2 separate regions of the Neogale vison genome follow, and region 2 is linked to region 1. Evidence: chromatin contacts called from public Hi-C data. All regions are on one chromosome and are shown on one strand. The core of a region is the stretch at or near the end of the contact, and the rest is flanking DNA. Distances in the headings are between cores, read along the strand shown. Region 1 has its middle 64 kb from the start of SSPN. Region 2 holds the start of BHLHE41 (class E basic helix-loop-helix protein 41).

Region 1 (6,415 bases), core at 3,707-6,206:
CATGGCTCCTGAGCAGGGGCATGAAGGCAGACGACATATACACTACAACTGCGGGGGCTTTTCCAGCGAGGCCCACCCTCAGCAGTAACAGCAACAGAGCCTGGTCAACACAGTACCTCCCCAGATTCTAACCCCAGCTGTACCACATACAGCTGTGGGATCATGGGCGTGTTGCAAGCCTCTGAAGAACACTGTTTTCTCGTCTTAGGCTAGAGAAAATGATATTAAGCCAACAGGGCCATCTTAAGTATGAAATTGAGACAAATGTCCTTGGCACTGGACCTGACCCATAGACTAAGTGCCCCCTAAATGTGGAGGCTCTATGGGGTGATGAGGAGGAGGGTGATGTCAGTCGTGTGGCTGCTCTCCTCAGCTTCCACCTCTCAGAGCTGGTCTCTGAGGAGGAATGTCATCTGCTTCCTGTGGTCAGCCGAAGCCAACAAAATACCATGAAGTAAATCAAGCCAGAAAATCAATCAGTATAACCGAGGCCAAAAGAGCCCTTCTTAAAGAATCTAAAGAATTGCTTTATCTTTTAGCATTTCTTTTCTCAACCAAACACCAGAGGAGGACCCTTGTGACCTTTGGGTTGAGTTATAATTCTAGAAACTCACCTCCCTGTGGAAAGTTTATGTCATAAATAAATGTAGAAATATTTTAAAGGGGTGTTTGTGATGGGGGGGTGGAATTTCATTTTACCATGTGGGATAAAGAAATCTGAAATGTATTTGAGCAAAGATTCCATTTTATGGGCTAGAAAATATAATAACCAAAATACCTACTGTTTATTGTACTTCACTATAAATTTTTAGTATTTCCCTATTTTACAGATGAAAATGCTAAAGGAAATTTTTACCAGTTGTATAAAGGTCATATCTGCTTGACCTTAAAAACTGCTCCTGCTATTCTATTTCACTAACATGTTTTGGGGTAGAAATCACTAGAGATGAAAATTATGTTAACATTAAATAATGATGATAATGGTAATGATACTGATAAAATCAGTAATGAAGGTTTAAAAAAAACATCAGAATGCTTTGTGAGCTTTCCCTCAGAGCTTGTACCCGCCCCCGGCGAGGTAGAGATTCTCAGAGCCTCCATTTTACAGATGAAGGAATCAAGGAGAGAAGCTAATTGTATGTCAAAGTCATGGAGCTGGTGGTAGGTAGTCAAACTGGGATTCAAAGCCAGGCAGTCTGACCTTGACCTCTAGATGCTGCTTCTCATAAGCAGAGCTCTCAGCCTCCTGAGGCTCTGTACCCTGAAGAAAATGTTCCCTCCGTGGCTGGTCAAGCAAACTGCTTTGACGTTCTTGCAGTACCCTTTACCGTAACATCAGGCAGAACCACCAGCTCTGTAAGAGACCCCTGCATTCTCACACAGATTTATTTGGGTGGTGACTTGCTAAAGAGGGACAATGGTGGCTGTGACTTTTTGCCACACATGTTGAAAAGCATCACGGGGCGGGGTGGGGGGTGGGAAGGAAGTTACAAGAAATTATTTGCTGATGTGAAAAGTCTGTAAACTTTGACTGGATTTCTTAGGAGAGGGACAAATAATTCTCTTCTTGTGAAGAGGGACCAATAATTTCTGGTCCATTTTCACGCAGGGCTTAATTTTGTTTTCTTGGGATTTTGTTTAGCTCAGAATGTGATGAAAAATAGAATATTTTAATTTTTATTTCTGGCTGAAACCGATCCTTTTAGCTTCTCAGTTGATACAACTATGTGCTGCCTCCCTAGCCCACCCCCACCTCCTGCCACTGCTCAGACTCTTTTCATTTCTGAGAATTAAAATGAGGTTTGGAGGAAGCTCTGGTCATTCTGAGGCTCCCGTCTTTACCCCGGCACTCCCAGATCCTGACTGGGGCCTGGAAAAAGGCTGCAACTGCCCAAGATAGGAAAATCCCTGTCAGGTCAGCCATGGGCCTCAGTAAACAGTGAATCTCCTCAGAGATTGCCCAGCAAAGCTTCGAGTGCCCCTCAAGTCCTCTTCAGCAGCTCAACACGTGAGCGCTCTGGGGGCCTGTATTTCAGAGGTGCTTTCCCTTCCCAGGCCAGCCCCCACCCCCACGCCGGGCACTGACTCAGTGCTTATCACTCTTTACTAGAAGTTCCGGATGAAGCAATGCAGGGGAGAAATTCACTGTTTCTACTCCCTAAATCTGACCATGACTCATTATTCAGCAAACACCAAATGGTTCCACATCCTCCTCCCAGGGAGGCACAGAGCCCGTTACATAAGCAGCAGCCTACAGCTGCTCTTGGGTAATTGAAAGCGAAGCCTTTCTGACTAGAAATCCTGCTGGGAGTGACATGACTCTTTCTTCACCCCACGATACCAATCTTTATGAGGGGAGAAGCCTCTCCGGGAGAGGGCCCCCAAAGCCTGGGTGTGCTGCAGGGCTTGTTTCTTGCACAGTAGGCCTGAGGTTTGGAGTAGCTTGTATTTTCTGCCTTGTTAAAACACTGCCCTTCTTCGGTGTTTCTGATCTTATCTCTCGACGAGCTGGAGCTGAGCTTCTGGAGGCTAACTCTCCCCCGGCACACCAAGCAGAAGAGGAAACATGGCACGGGGCTTGGGTGCTCAGGGACCCACCCAAGAAGGACCACCCAGGAATCATCATCTTAGGGAGAGGGAGGATTCGCAAAGGCTGTTTTGTGTAATAAGCTCAGCACTGTGATCACAGAAAATAGAGTTGAATTGCAGAGCCCAGAGGAAAGGAGACATTTGTTTATCTGGTTCGGGGAGAGAAGTGATTTTAAATTGCTCTTCGAAAGAAACAGAGGGGTTAGGCGAGATCATCTGTGGGCTCGGTAATCCTGTCTTCTTTCCTAGCCTGCCTTGCCAGGGAATTACTTTTGAGTAGTGGTAGGAAGCAAAACAAATTCTGAAAATCCATTTCTGGGATCTGCTTCACACAGAGAAGGCCTGCTTATAAACACCACAGGAAGCACAAGCTGATGAGGAGAAGGCTATCTTTTTTAATGCCACCCCTGGGGGATTTGCGGTGTGTGTTTACCTGGATCCTTAGGCAAGAACACAGCCCTCCTTCACGGGGCCTTGCTGTCCATCTAGGCTAAGTTGGGAGGGGCTTGTAGAGGAGGATGGGGGGTGGGGCGGGAGCATATCAGCCACCAGCATGGCAATGCTGTGGTGCTCATGAGGAACATTCTAGGCAATATCCCCGACATCACTGAGACATTAGATACTGAGGAGACTGGCCTAAGGAGCTTAGGAAGGCCAGTAAATTTGGGGCATTTGGGTAAGAAACGGAGATGGAATGATGTCATTGAGTTATCTAAATGTGATACACCGCCATGAATGGGGAATTTCCTTGACGTTCTCAGCCTTCTCAGTCAGAGACATGATATTATAGGTTGAATTATGTCCCCCTCCAAAATTTGTGTATTGCAGTCCTAGCCTCTAGTATCACAGAACGTGACTATGCTTGGTGAGAGAGTCTTTAAAGAGAGTTCTTGCAAGAACGGATGATTAGGACACAGACACAGGCAGAAGGAAGACCAAGTGAGACACAGGGAAAAGACAGAGATCTGTAGGCCAAGGAGAGAGGCCTCAGAAGAAACTAACACCGTTGACACCCTGATCTTGGACTTCCAGCCTACAGACCTGGGAGACATACATTTCTGTTGTTTAAGCCGTCCAGCCTGTGGCAGTTCGTTGTGGTAGCCCTAGCAGACTGCCACATGGTGACCCTGCAAACCCCCTAAAGGTGGAGACTTTGACTTTTCTGAGCAGCTCAAAGCCTGACCTTTCCTACATAGTTCCCAGAAGACAAGCTAGGACGTGCAGAGAAAGAAGTCTCCCTTTCCCCATTATAGCCCTTGAGTGTGAATGGAGCTATGGAAACCAGCTTCCTGGGATCTTTGAGAAAAATACCAAGGCTCATAGCCCTGATGAGGAGAAGCAAAAGAGTCTTCCAAGGCCCTGCTAAGTAAATATAGTTACGTGGGCTTTCTAGGTCAAGACATTTTAACCGGCACTGTCTGAACAGACTGTGCTCAACCTACAGGGCATTTCCCCTGAGCTCCAGTTTACAACCCCATTTACCTGGAGCCTGGCCAAGCCTCCGGAAGCCCCTGTGATCAGTTAAGAAACTGCCAAAGGAGGGGTTTATCCATATACCTCGAGTATATCAAGGGAAACTAATTTGAGGTTTTGACTGAGAAGATCTCAGTGGACCCTTGAGGAAGGAAACCTGCCTCAGACACAAGACTAGATAGTTGGCTGTTAGCTTTGGTAGAGCTTGGCTTCATGTTCTGTGTCCTGAGTGAGGCAAGTACGGACACCGGCATCGGCAGGGTAATACCCCTAAAGGAATCAGGACTGCATTGTACCACCCCCACTCCCACTGTATTAATTGCTTCCATTTTATCTTTTCTAACCTTCCAGAGATCTGACATTTTAGCTGAACCATCTAGTTTTGCCTTCTTTCTTCCTTCCTTTCTTTTGTAAAAGTCTATTTTAATTAAATGTTCTTTGGTTCCTGGCAAAGCTAACCTCAACTGTTAACGTTCCTGGTGTGGGCAGGCAAGTTGGAGTTTGAGCTGTCCTTTAAACTTGCAGCAGTTCCTTGTCCCTTCTAGAACACCCACATGAAGAAGAGGACAATAGGGCACTGTGAGCCAGTGACTCAGGACAGGTCCTTGGAGCTACTTGTCCTCGTGCTACTCGCAAGGCGGTCAGGCATGGGTGGGGTCTGACAGAAGCTTTGTCTCACCTGAGACAAAATCTAGAGTGGCCTCAAGAAGAACACAGAGCAGGAAGAACATCTTAGCATGTGCTGCCGTTCAGAGATGAAGTGTATTTTAGAGAAAAAAATTAAACCCTAAACCCATAGGTAACCACTAAATCCTAACATACATGCCTCATAAACTTGGAACTTCCAGCACAGCCCTGAGAATGCCGCTCTCTCCCACGCGCTGACGGCAAGCCTGGCCCTCTGCCAGGGAGTTCAGTTGCAAAGCTGGAAACTCCCTGACTTAAAACAATGTCTGGGTGTTTTCTGCTTCATAGGACTTCTTAAGGAGAGTAAAATTTTAATAAATTTGTTGTTTAAATTGACTTCTGTTTTCTGTGCCTCTGTGTTTCACCTGCCTTCATTGTCATGCCTGCTGTGAACAGGCCAGCCGTAGACGGCGGGAGTATAAAGAACCCGCCGAACCAAATGAAAGGATGGTCACTGAGGAGCAGTGTGCATGGGTACTGTTGAGGACAAGACCCTCTCCAAAAAAATAGGATAGAGTCCCTGCTTGGCAGGAGTTCATAGGTCAAGGAGTCTGGATAGAAGATTAATCATCCCACTAGCTACATATTTCTAGAACTCATCTCCTTTTATTCTTCACCTTCTTCTCTCCTTTCACCCTCTCTCCCCTTCATCCATTCTTTACCCTCTTCCTCCTCCTTGACCGGCCGCAGGTAAGAGCCTGTCACTAATCTTTTATTGCTTCCAAGGTCAAGGACAAAAGGAAGTGAGTCGGAGTTGTCTTTGAAGTAATCATCCCTACCCAACCCAATTACTCTTTTTCAAAGCTTTTGGGCGTGAAATCTGAACAAGGAAAAGAAGTGGACGGAGGAACACGTCATGAAATAGTATTTGCTGTCGGGGAAGCACGTCGTGAATGCACAAGCTGTAAATCACAGAATTTAGAGATGAAAGAGGGATATGGGCACTTGTCAATTGACTCTCTTACCTTTAAGATAAGGAACAGAAGACCCAGGAAGGTTGGAGACATGTTTAAGGAGAGAGGGTAAACACCAACGGGTCTAAGACTTGTGTTTTTCTATTTCTAAGTCAGTTCTCTTTCCCTAGGCAAATTTCCTCTGCCAAACAAACATAGGTGATTGGGGAGGCCATCCAAGGGCCTAATACCACCCCATCTTTGCCCTTACCCTCACCTGCAAGCTCTTTCTCCACACCCATCCCATTCGATGACACTGCCCAGTGCCCAGATGACACTTTACGCTGTTATCTGTCAGTCATGTCTCCATGTGAATGAGTCATGGGAGGATGGTGGGATGAGGCATCAGGTCAGGAGCCGTGAACACTGACCTGCCTCCACTGCTTGGGTGGCCTCGAACAATGCATTTATCAGGATGATCTAGACCAAAGTTGTCCAACAGAATTAGAATGTGAGCCAGTTGTATAATTTTGAATTTTCTAGTGGTCATATTATAAAGGTGACGTGAAACCGGTGGGATTCATTTTAATGATATATTTCATTGAAACGAGACTAACATATTATCATTTCAACCCATCATCAATAAAAAACTGTATTAGTGAGATACTTTACATGCTTTTTTTTTTTTTTAATACCAAGTCTTTGGAATTTTGTGCGTGTTTTGTCCTTACAGCCCACTTTAGTTCAGACTAGCTATTTCAAATACTCCCTGG
Region 2 (7,127 bases), core at 2,665-5,164, 140 kb after region 1:
CAGTTTCTTCTGGAAATCCAAGACTTTGCGAGCAAACATGATAAGACCTTCCAAAGTCACAAGGTGAATATAATGAGTGTAGCGCTCAGAATACTTACGTGGGGGTGGGGGGAGGGGGTGGGAACTGGGATAAGTGTTCCCTTTCATTAGCGTTTCTATAGGTAGTGATTTCCCTACTTAACCAAAGAAAAGCAATGGAAGCAGCTCCCCCCTCACCTATTAAAAGGAGAAAGATGGGTATCTTTAATTGAAAGCAAGCCATCACAAAATTCTCTAATTATAGGCTCAAAGGGGTTTCAAGCTCATGTTGTATCTCCTTGGCTTTCAGCAGGACAGCATTAAATCTTCCTCAAAAAATACGACTCAACCTATTTTTAAACATACCCAAAGAGGGCATTCTAGTCTTCTGTTCCTTTGTTAGGCGATTTTTTTTCCCTTTCTAACCTCACCACAGGTGAACTTTGGCTATTACTAACCTGCAGTCTTCGCATTAGAGTTCGGCTTGGTTTGCTCAGTGGAAATGTTAAACAGCTGGCCAATGTTAGCCTTTTCTACACTGTACTTCCATGTGTCCATCTGTATGAAATTATAACAATTAATTAGGAGATTTGGGTTTAAATCAATAAATTTGGAGCTAGATGCCAATGGAATCAATCACTCACTGACAAAAGACTGCTATCCTTCTTTCTCTCATATCTTTACATCTATTCCGGTGCTAACATCTCTCCTTTCCAACCTCTCTTCCAACAATGCTCCCCCTCCACACACACATACACACCACACACACACACACACACACACACACACACAACAACAAATGCCCACACTCCCTGACACTGGTAAACTGCTTAAAACACAGCTACTTAACATTCAGACCTTGGCCCTATTACCCCCACCAAGGGGTAATAATCATTAAAAGCAGAGAGTCTGGAGCCCACTGTCTTTGCTTAAATCCTGCTCTGGGAGCATAGGCACATTTTTTCCTATCTTCCTACCTATCTACTACATCATCTGTAAAATGGAGACAATAATGGGATCTACTTTATAGGGTTGTGGGAAAGATTAATGAGTTATACACAAAAAGCCCCTAGAGTAGTTTTCAGGTTCTCTAATTGTAAATGCCATTATTAGTTATTAGCTATTATTACCTATTAGCTATTATTATACCCTTAGTTATTAGCTATTGTCATACCTTGCAGCAAAATGACATTAGAAAGCATTAAACTATGCCTTATAGGAAGTGGATAAGCAAGAAGAGTTATCCGGGTGAACAATGAAAGAAAAAAGACAAAAAGAAAAGAGATAAAAGAAAAAAACAGTAGAGTAAGAACAAAAGCAGACCTTCCGTGGGGAAAAGGTAGGAAGAGGAAAACATAAGGGAAAAGAAGAAAAGGAGAAATGAGTAAAAAGGTGGGCATGGAAAGGAAAGAAGAAAAGGAGGACTGAGAACCACAAAGGAAACAAAAAACTAGAAATGATTCCATCCTCAGTTTGGGCTGGGCATCTGAAAAAGAAAGGAGTGGAAGAGAAAACAAAAATATTGGGCATGGTGAGAAAGCTTGGGACAGGATGAGATCCAAGTAGTAACACAAAAGGATTAATTTGCAGCAACAGGCCTCTCTGTCTCCCAATGACGGTAAGTGTACATCCAATAACACACCCATGATTCACTAGTCTTCATTGCCTTTTCCTCCTCTTCTGAACTGTTTTAGAGTCCGCGCCAGAATCAGGCCCCATAACTGGCCCTAGTCTGTCTGCCTTGTGTCTTGTCTGCTCTACCGACAAGGCCAAGATGAAGTGATCCAGACCTTATTTTCACTAAATATTCTATCTAGCCTTTTCTTACTTCGAAATTCACAAACCTATAAAGGGAGGTTTCACCTTAAAGGTATCCTCCTCCCCTCCCCTCTTTTTGGGTCAATTTAGAACAAGCGGACAGTACTGCAGGCACATGCCGCTAGGAGGGCATCAAATTGCCCTCCCCACTAAAGAGAATTAACCACCCAATGACTTGGAAACAAAAAAGAGGTTGAATCGAGGTTAAAATAAAACCAGTATTTAAAAATCACTTCTTCTAAGTATTATCCTTATTAAACTGCCTGTTTGTTGCAAACTCCGTCCCCATATTTGAGGAAGTCGAGAGACCTTCAAGGGCCCTCTCCCGAGACGAAGTGGACGGACCGCGAGCGTCTCCTCTTGCCCGGGTGAGCTTGGGCCGCCGCCGCCGCCGCCGCAGCGGGAGTCACGAAGCCAGACGCGGCGCGTCTCCGCCCAGGACTCGGGAGACTGCAGCAGCGCGCGCCGCCACCACCGCCGGGCGGCTCCTGGAGGCTAGGAGGAGACGCGACTCCCGCAGACACGTGACCTCCTCCCAGCCACCGCTTCCCGCGACCCAGATCCGTCCCCGGAACCCGTGCTTTGCGGGGAGGACCAGTTGGGGAGGGGGCGGTACGGGGGGGGGTATGCGTAGTGACGGTCCCAGCCCCCGCTGCGCCCCTGTGCGCGTTTATTCGGCGTACTTCTCCCCTTGGTTCTTGAGCCGCTGGCAATCATGAAGGTTTCGGGGATAACCCAGGAGAATGTGAACCTTACTCTTGCTGCAGGATGGAAAGAACTGCGATTTTTCTATCTACTTATATAAGAGAAATCAACATATATTCTCTCCTTTCCGCCCCCAGCAGAGCCGAGTAGCGGCAGCAGCGGGGCGGGAGCCCGGGGAGTCCCGCAGGACGAGCTTTCCCCCGGCCCCCCAAGCCCCTAATCGCCCGCTGCGCCGGGCGGCGTGGGCAGTGCGCATCTCCCGGCACCTCTTGTAACTCTCGCTAGCAGTGAGTCATGCTCCCGGGATGGCTCTGGGGAGAGGTAACCCGGCTCGTGCTGGCTTGTGCTTCCCCGCGCCGGGCGCCGCGGCCACAGGGCGAGCGAGCGCGCGCGCGCGCACGGGTTCCCCGCGCAGTGATGTGGCAGCAGCGGCAGGTCGGATCACGTTGCTGGCCCTGTGCTGGTACCCGTTGGAGACAGGATTAAGGAGGGAGGCTTTGGAGGTGCCGGCGGTAGTAAACGTGGGCTCTGCACACTCCGGCGTCGCTTATCACACGGCGGGAGGGGGTACTGGTGGGGGTGGGAGACCACGCAGCACCACCCGAGGCGATGAGGGGCGACGGAGTTTAGCCGGCGAGTGATAATGCTGCATTGCTTTTCCGCGGTAGCCCCTCTTGTTCCCCCCCACCTCCCCCCTCCCTCCCGCCGCGTTCCTCTGGGAGCACCAAAGGCCCCAAACGTCGTCATCTGCTTCTGTGATTAGTGGCACCGCAATTCCGGCTGCTGCGGGAAGTTTGGGTGGCCCAGGGACACCGTGTCGCCGAAAGACACTTGGATTGCGACGTTCTGACTCAGTGACTACATTTTCATTTATTTTAAATCTTTCAGGGAACGGATTTCAAGTTGCCCCGTTAGGGGGCAACCTCCAACCAGGGCCAAGGGGTCCCCCCAGGCCACTGAGCGGTGAGCAAACAAGTCTCCAAATTTTCTTTTGGGACTGAAGTTTACCCACCGTGAATTCTCTTTCCTTTATCTGGTCCAAACCACCAGTGCAGTCGGTGGCGAAGCAAAAAGCCACGTTCACGTTCCTGCACCGTAATGACGGACGAACTGAGGGAGTAGCATTTCCGAGCCGAGGAAGCCCTGGCTGCCCCGCACCCCCCGGCGCCTCCACCCCCTCCCCCAGCTGACTGCAACGCCTTTGGGAAGATGAATAGCTTGGCCGAAGTTGTTTTTCCTTTCCGGTGGCCCTGATCAGGTGTCCCCGCCCCCTCCTGCCTCTCGCCTTCCCTCGTAGCCTGCTCCCGACACCCACTCCTGGCCCGGCCCCTCCTCCCCCGCCCCCCTCCGGGCTGGACCGCGGATGGTACGTTCCGCACGTGAGCTGGGTGCTGGTCTGGCCGGCGACGCGCGTGCCCTGTGGCCAAACACTGCCCGGAGTGAGAGCAAACTACCAGCGCAGTGGGGACGGCGCGAGTGTGCGTGCGTGTGTGTGCGTGTGTGCGAGAGAGCGAGCGCGGTGGGAGGGGGGGAACCAACTGCTTCACACTTTCAACACTGCACTGAAGAAGGGAGAGAGAGAGACTGGAGACGCACAGATCCCCCCAAGATCTCCCAAAGCTATCGTCCCACAGATTATAGAACAGAACCCCAAAAATCGAAACAGAGGAAGCGGACAGCGGTTGAACATGGACGAAGGAATTCCTCATTTGCAAGAGAGACAGTTACTGGAACATAGAGATTTTATAGGGTAAGGTGCACGCACCCTTGCGTATATCTGTCTAGGCTTCAGTTTGATTTTTTTTTTTTCTTCTCCAGAAAGTGGTATGGATCGGGCAAGGACAGTGCCCCTCCCCGAATGGGTGCCTGATGCTGATTTCTGTTTTGCAGACTGGACTATTCCTCTTTGTATATGTGTAAGCCCAAAAGAAGCATGAAGCGAGACGATAGCAAGGTAAGTGTAAGTTTCCGATGTTCCCCATAACCTGCCTGGATAGTTAATTAGGGCCATTGATTTCACAGCGAAGCTCTGCCCGCAAATATATTCCAGCCCTTGAGGTTCCCCAACTGTGAATTTTAAGTGGTTTGCTGGATACTCTCAGGGGGAGATTAAACATCACACCTGAATTCAAATTGCATTTCGGAACAGTCCAGAGCAAAGGGTTTCTTGGGCATAGTTTATCACATAATATGGGGGGGTGTTGGGGGGGCTTATTGTCTTATCCAATAAATGTGTAGCTTATTGTTGTCTTTCTTCCATGATTGTCGTATATTAAGGATACCTACAAATTACCGCACAGATTAATAGAAAAGAAAAGAAGAGATCGAATTAATGAATGCATTGCTCAGCTGAAAGATTTACTGCCTGAACATCTGAAGTTGACAGTAAGATGCACATTTTCATTCTTTGCTGCTCTCCAAGGGTGTGTTAATAGCTTGGTACTACTCCCAGAGATATAAGAATAAATGTAAATAGCATAAGCCTTACTACTTGTGCTGTAGTGTAGAGTTTCCCACAAACTCAAGAGTAGGTGCTCACAACTGAAGGCAAGAAGTATGTATAACCCGTCTTCTGGAAAGCTCAAGAAGTATAGGAATAGTTACTTCTTTCCGAGTCTTTGCTTAAGTTGCTGTGCTGAGTGGAGAGCCAATCAAGCCAAATATGTGTTTTTAGTAACCAAGTGCCCCCTTCTCTTTTGCACCATTGCAGACTCTGGGGCATCTGGAGAAAGCGGTAGTCTTGGAATTAACTTTAAAACACTTAAAAGCTTTAACAGCCTTAACCGAACAGCAGCATCAGAAGATAATTGCTTTACAGAATGGTAAGTCAGTTCAAGGAGGCCAGCTCCCCCTGATGAACCCAGGCAGCCCACAGAGGGGCAGTGTTTAGGACTCTCCCCACCCCCTCCTTCCTCGGGCCCACGGGCTCACTCTCATTTGTTAAATTGCTTATACTTTCCCTTCGTTGGAAAGTGCCCATTTCCCGAAGCATCCTGGAGGCTTTCAGCCGAACTCAGAGGAATCAGATTTTTATTTAAAGTGGCGGTTGCGCTCTCCACTTTGGCTTTTCAGTTGGGAGTAGAGCGCCCCCCTGCTTCCCACCCCCGCCACCCCACCCCACCCCCCACCCCGCCCCTCGGCAACCGGTGGATTATATCACCCGAATACAGAGGAAAAACCGAGATCCCTTTAGTCAATGTAGGGCCCACGTGATAAGCAGATGTTTTAACGTCGGTATTTTTCTTGTTGCCTCCATTCCTCTGCCCCACCCCCACCCCCTTCCTCGTCCTAGGGGAGCGATCTCTGAAATCGCCCATTCAGTCCGACTTGGATGCGTTCCACTCGGGATTTCAAACATGCGCCAAAGAAGTCTTGCAATACCTCTCCCGGTTTGAGAGCTGGACGCCTAGGGAGCAGCGGTGTGTCCAGCTGATCAACCACTTGCACGCCGTGGCCACCCAGTTCTTGCCCACCCCCCAGCTGTTGACTCAACAGGTTCCTCTGAGCAAAGGCTCCGGCGCGCCCTCGGTCGCCGCCCCCGCAGGGTCCGCGGCCGCCCCCTGCCTGGAGCGCGGGGGGCAGAAGCTTGAGCCCCTCGCCCACTGCGTGCCGGTCATCCAGCGGACTCAGCCTAGCGCCGAGCTCGCCGCCGAGAACGACACGGACACCGACAGCGGCTACGGCGGCGAGGCCGAGGCGAGGCCGGACCGCGAGAAGGGCAAGGGCTCCGGGGCGGGCCGCGTCACCATCAAGCAGGAGCCCCCCGGAGAGGACTCGCCGGCGCCCAAGAGGATGAAGCTGGATTCTCGCGTTGGCGGCGGCGGCGGCGGCGGCCTGGGGGGCGGCGCGGCGGCAGCGGCGGCCGCGCTCCTGGGGCCCGACCCGGCCGCCGCCGCAGCACTGCTGAGACCCGACGCCGCCCTGCTCAGCTCGCTGGTGGCGTTCGGCGGAGGCGGGGGCGCGCCCTTCGCGCAGCCCGCCGCCGCCGCGGCCGCCGCGGCCCCCTTCTGCCTGCCCTTCTACTTCCTCTCGCCTTCTGCGGCGGCCGCCTACGTGCAGCCCTTCCTGGACAAGAGTGGCCTGGAGAAGTACCTGTACCCGGCGGCCGCCGCCGCCCCGTTCCCACTGCTGTACCCCGGCATCCCCGCGCCCGCGGCCGCCGCCGCCGCAGCCGCCGCCGCAGCCGCCGCCGCCGCCTTCCCCTGCCTGTCGTCGGTGTTGTCGCCCCCTCCGGAGAAAGCCGGCGCCGCCGCCGCGACCCTCTTACCGCACGAGGTGGCGCCCCCTGGGGCGCTGCACCCCCCGCACTCGCATGGCCGCACCCACCTGTCCTTCGCCGGCGCCCGCGAGCCCGGGAACCCGGAGAGCTCCGCTCAGGAAGATCCCTCGCAGCCAGGAAAGGAAACCCACTGAATCCTCGCCCCCTTTCTTAGACAGGACGAGGGTTGTCGCGGAATAATAATATTAATAAGTAAAACACCCTTAACGTTTTTAAGGGAGGAAGTGTAATAGATGCACGACGGGCTTTTAAAACAACAACACAGGTGTTTTGTGTACATTCGGAGTTCCTGTTTTGCTCACCCCTC

What was found. A called contact is a pair of places that touch in the nucleus more often than the background predicts.
Region 2: a Hi-C map of fibroblasts shows a contact between it and region 1, with 3 times the contacts expected there. The contact joins the promoter of BHLHE41 here to the enhancer-like site in region 1. A contact is called at or near these places in 2 of 3 Hi-C or Micro-C datasets (fibroblasts and muscle).

What each region holds. Positions count from the first base shown.
Region 1 is chr12:68,635,090-68,641,504 of ASM_NN_V1, forward strand. No RefSeq gene overlaps it. Among named protein-coding and RNA genes, the nearest start is that of SSPN, 64 kb to the right of the region's middle. Within about 2 kb of position 4,957, the one cell type or tissue checked has open chromatin away from gene starts, as enhancers often do. A contact at or near this core is called in fibroblasts, where this site is marked.
Region 2 is chr12:68,773,366-68,780,492 of ASM_NN_V1, forward strand. It overlaps BHLHE41 (class E basic helix-loop-helix protein 41), which reads left to right and starts at 3,915. Exons shown (of 5, transcript XM_044228115.1): 1 at 3,915-4,291; 2 at 4,432-4,495; 3 at 4,819-4,926; 4 at 5,252-5,363; 5 at 5,834-7,127. The coding sequence starts at 4,230. The coding sequence ends at 6,954.